Linked DNA regions of Lactuca sativa: region 2 is linked to region 1. The links are chromatin contacts, called in public Hi-C maps. All regions are on one chromosome and are shown on one strand. The core of a region is the stretch at or near the end of the contact, and the rest is flanking DNA. Distances in the headings are between cores, read along the strand shown.

Region 1 (2,654 bases), core at 77-2,576:
CTCGTCGAGTTGAGGGCTCTCAACTTGTCGAGTAGGTTACTTAAAATCCGCGTCAAATTTTGGTTTCTACTCGATGAGTTTGGGGCTCCCAACTCGTCGAGTTGCTCTACAAAAATGAACGAATTGCAATTTAAATGCGTACTAGGAACCAAACGTTACACCTATTTTCCTGTTCATGGTAATCATTTTTTTGTGTATTCATTTAGCATGATACTTGCATTTTTATCTGAATGGTAAACCATTAATTTAGTATGTATAATGTTCAATAGAAGGGTAAATCAGTAATTTAATTTAAACATTGATCAAATCGTGAGCTGCTACTATTTCTGTTTGTTTGATTATCTCAACCTGGTTACTGTTTTTGATTGTATATAATATATTAAATTGCTAGATGAATTATAGGAATTGCAATCTTGATGTAGAACTCATATAATCTGCTAAGATAAATATATGGTAATACCGAATGTAAAATGGATGATAAGGGTATAATAGAAAAAAAAAAAGATATTTTTTAATGTTTGAATGTAAATTAATATCATAATATGATGGTTGAATTACAACAATTATAACTTTAAATTCAAATCATAACTAAAGGGTATTGATATTGTTGGATGATTTTTTTTTAAATGTTAAGTATGATTTTAAGGTTTAGGGGTAGAAGTGAAATTTTATTTAGGATAAAATAAAGAAGGAAGATTCGAATTTACCTTTTGAAGGTATCAATAAACTCGTAAATTTATGTGATATATTTTAATTTGATTGCAAATTAGATTTAGGAAACCTTTATGTAAGGAAATATAAAGGCAAAAAGGTAATTCGACTTAGGAAACTAGAAAAGCATCAAGTTGAAAAAATTATCCAACAATAGATATTGAGATGACACATGTACTAAAATGATTCTTTTAGCATGATACTTCCATTTTTTATCCGAATGATAAATCATTAATTTAGTATGGACAATGATCATCAGAAGGGTAAACCGGTAATTTGAAGGTACTCATATGTGACGAAGAAGATCGTTCAACTAATAAACAAAAAATATTGTCTACAAAGAAGTCCTTCAACAACTTTATACATTTATCGATTTTACTGTATTTTTTACACATTTCAATAACACCTATAACCCTAAATTTTTTATAATTATTCTACGATATCTATATAATTTTGTATTTTATTTATGTCGAAATAAACAACCCCTTGACCATAAGCCTATACAACATTCGATTTGGGCCAATGGTTTGGGCTTCTAGTCGAGCCGAGCGAGGACAATGTTGTAGCTAATGCATTAACAGTTGTACTGTAAGCGATTAGTATAATAAGTTCAGTAGAGTGTGGATTAAGGACGCTCGTCAATGGCGACGATCGCTATGGATTCTTCTTCTTCGTCTTTGCTGTATCCTCCACCCGAGGTCCCGAAAAAGCTTCACGATGAAAATAGACAAAAACTGTTGAAACACCTCCGAGAAAACCTAGATTCATCCTCTCGTCCTTTACACGGATTCGTACTTCTTCAGGTAAAATAATTACATCGAGCTTGGCTAAACTGATTTTGTTGATTTTTTTTTTTTAATAATCGGTTTTATTTGTCAGGGAGGAGAGGAGCAAACTCGTTACTGCACCGATCATGAAGATCTTTTTAGGTATTTCCGGCGATTACCTTGTACAATTCATTCGTGCAATTGAATATATTTAAATTAGATGATATGATTTGAAATCCAAACGAAACAATCTCTGTTTCTTTGTTGTATAACTGTATGCTATCTATATAAGAACTAGAAGGTGGTACGCTGCAATGAATTGTGGATGGAGAAGTTTCCCTGTCAATCCGTGGATTTTGGTATTTCTATAAGTTAGGCTATAGAAAAAGGGTTGTGGAATGTAACCTTAATTTCATTATTAAAAGAGAAGTTGAATGAGTGAGCATCATCAGGGAGAGTTGGCCTACCTCTTGAAAGTAGACTGTTACCTTTTAAGTGTGGGTAGGTTGTCCTTTTTTGATAAAGCTCTGTCCATTTTCTTTAAAAAATATGCTTGGTTCCTATCAATTTTAAGCCAACTTACAAATTGGAGTTGATAGACTTTAGTTATGCAATAAGCCAATAACTAATCCATAATGGCTTGTAATACAACTTAAGGGCTCATAGACCATCAACACACTGCCACTACCCACTTCTAACATCCTCAAATAATCTAAAGTATGAGTGTGATTTACATTGGCAATATTAGGAAACATGATTATTTTTTACTCTTGTAGTCATGTAGTCCTGTTAAGCCATAGAGATTGATGTGTTGTATTGCTTTTTAAGATGATTTATATATCAATGTGTATACTTGAGTTATTTACTGATGGTATCCGACTTCCTTCCAGACAGGAAAGTTATTTTGCATATCTCTTTGGAGTGCGGGAACCTGGTTTTTATGGAGCTATTGTGAGTCCCTTCTGTTTTCATGTCATATTTTAATATATATATTTTGTGATTAGTTATGTAATCTTTTTCTATTGCTACTCATTCTTTTTGTTTTGCTGGTGTAGGATGTAAATACAGGGAATTCAATCCTTTTTGCTCCAAGATTGCCCTCTGAGTATGCTGTTTGGATGGGTGAAATAAAGCCATTATCCCATTTCAAAGTAATTTTCATTAATCCTACCAAAT
Region 2 (2,654 bases), core at 115-2,614, 360 kb before region 1:
AAAGAGAAAAAGTCAGACTTACATGTTAATATGCAATTTAACATTTCAAAAAAGGTTAAATGCAAGAAATAGGAATGTACATCCATTCAGCTGTTTTTTATAGTATTGTACTTTTATTTGTACATTGAAACATATGCCCAATTAAAACAATAAAAGCTGCTTTATAAATGGATAATATTGCTATACTTAGAAAGATTTTTCAAAGTACAATGCTATGATAAACAAACATATGAAACTATGTTGTTATTCTTGCATCTAGCCCTTTTAAAAACTATATTATACAGCAGATAAACTTACATCAGAGGTGCTCTCGAAAGAAATATCTGCATATGCTTGAAATGATATGCTGCTAATCCAAATGGTGATCTGCATTGTTTAATGTTCTTTACAAAGATTACACGGTGACTGATAAACTTTTACAAACAAAAGTACAGTTTTTTTACAACAGATGGATTCACAGGTTCAACAGGTTTTTTTACAATACAAAGATTAAGGTTGATTAAAGATAACACCTTCAACCCTTGATAGCCGTATATGTTTCCATCTTCTTCAAAAAAGGGGCCTAGATCAACAGGTTCAACAGGGAAGCTTTCTGGTGAGCCCACTTCCTCTTGTCGAGAAACTGAAATTCATTTATTCAGAGACAAAATAACAAGATTTCATTAGGGCTACGAAGATATCATGCAGAGTTGAAAGGTATGAAAACATGTTTAAATCTTATACAGAAACAAGTATTGCATTAGCCCACACGTAGCTCTCAATTTACACATGATCTTACTCTTCCATCCATTACCAAATAAAAACATATAGTGATAAAACAAAACCATGAGATCAGAGGAACAATTTTACAGCTCAAAACAATATTAATTTGCTAAATGAAAATTAGAGGAACTGTCTGTGCGTACTAAAAGCTAACCAATTTTGAGTACATTTCGAAGAAACCCTAGACGACACGCTCTAAAAAAGCAACAAATATACGGAGGCAGAAAGATGTCGCTCAGCAAGCAGGCGAATCAGGAACTCGGTTCTAAAAAAATGAACATAATTAAGTAATTATAGTGCTGTTAAGGATTTTTGATGCATACCCATGTAGATTTTGATGCAATCGTTAGGTTCAACCCCTTCATCTACATGAAAACAAAGTGAACGAAATCAGTGAAAACAGAGATGAATCGAAGTAATCAGCATGACAGAGAACCTGAAAACTCACCGACTTTGGAGAATCCGACCTTTCTACGCTTTTTGGGATCGGACACGGGATCGGAGGAGTGGTGCTTCGTCCCCATTTTTCGCAAATTAGGGTTTTGACGAGAAGCGGGAAATGTTTACAAACGCGGGAAATAGAAGAAATGTCTGTAGGCGACTGTGCGTGTGCGACTTTATATAGGACCACGAGGGAAGTAATTGGATCTTTTTTTATTAAATATAAAAGTTAAATCAGGGAAACCGATATGTCGGGCGTTTGGTCTAGTGGTATGATTCTCGCTTTGGGTGCGAGAGGTCCCGAGTTCGATTCTCGGAACGCCCCTTTCCAGAGTTTACTATGTTTTCTATTTTTGAACTTATTTACATAAAGTAAGTAGAGGTAATTGATGGAAGAAAATAAAATAACCTCGTTTTATCTTATTAGTTTTTAATTTTTTTCCTTATTTATTTGCAAGCTTTTGTTCATTTCTACCATTTTGAAGGTTTACCATGTTTTCTATTTTTGAACTTATTTACATAAAGTAGGTAGAGGTAATTGATGGAAGAAAATAAAATAACCACGTTTTATCTTATTAGTTTTTAATTTTTTCCTTATTTATTTGCAAGCTTTTGTTCATTTCTACCATTTTGAAGGTTTAACAGGTCAAAGTCGGTCATCATCAACCTCTTATTTAACCAATGTTTTAAAAATCGGTTTGAACCGGATACTGAGGATGGGTGGTTAAACAACAAGTTGTTTTATGCCAATTTTCTAGATCAAATCGAATCAGACGGGTTTTCAAAACCGAGTTAAACCGGTTTTTAAAACAGTGAAGACAGTCTCAATATGGTGACGTTCTATTTTAGTTTATGTTAATAAAATGTCCCCTAATATGATGTAAACTACTATTAAACATTAAGCATTATTACATCACAAACTAACAAGAGAATAATACATATTACATAGATTAATCATAACAAACAAGCAAATAAATATATAAAGCACATTACATATACAAACTCATAAATAATACATAAACTTACTAGTTGATTAATAAAAAATGATTAAATTTAAAAATTCAGAAAATCAGTTGGATATTTAGTTTTTTCTTGAAGCACCCAATCCTTATATTTTTGTATGCTTTTTAGAACTTTTTTCATTTTAACCTCTTATTTGTTGGCATACTCTATGGCATCTCATACCCAAACCCTTGTAGTTTTTATGTCGCGTTCTTTGTCTTGAACCGACCTCATATTAGACCAAATATCAGCTTGTAAGTCATCCAACCGTTTCCTATCTTCTTCGATACCTTTAATCTCGCTCTTGATTTATTCTTCTTAATTTTATTAATAGTTGCAATCGCTTCTCTTGCGGCATCAACCATCATTTTTCTTGAGAGGTAGACATGATTGTGTGTGTATGATGGTTATAGAATAACGAGTATTATATGATTTTTAAATTTTAGACC

What was found. A called contact is a pair of places that touch in the nucleus more often than the background predicts.
Region 2: a contact with region 1 is called in a Hi-C map of seed, with 5 times the contacts expected there. The contact joins the promoter of LOC111892549 here to the promoter of LOC111892554 in region 1. A contact is called at or near these places in 2 of 4 Hi-C or Micro-C datasets (leaf and seed).

Annotation. Positions count from the first base shown.
Region 1 is chr5:302,687,780-302,690,433 of Lsat_Salinas_v11, reverse strand. It overlaps LOC111892554, which reads left to right and starts at 1,326. Exons shown (of 16, transcript XM_052771815.1): 1 at 1,326-1,514; 2 at 1,591-1,640; 3 at 2,369-2,429; 4 at 2,534-2,629. The coding sequence starts at 1,353.
Region 2 is chr5:303,046,417-303,049,070 of Lsat_Salinas_v11, reverse strand. It overlaps LOC111892549 (histone acetyltransferase type B catalytic subunit), which reads right to left and starts at 1,364. Exons shown (of 10, transcript XM_023888601.2): 1 at 1,211-1,364; 2 at 1,086-1,127; 3 at 513-622; 4 at 298-366. The coding sequence starts at 1,286. It overlaps TRNAP-UGG (transfer RNA proline (anticodon UGG)), which reads left to right and starts at 1,457; the gene lies at 1,457-1,528.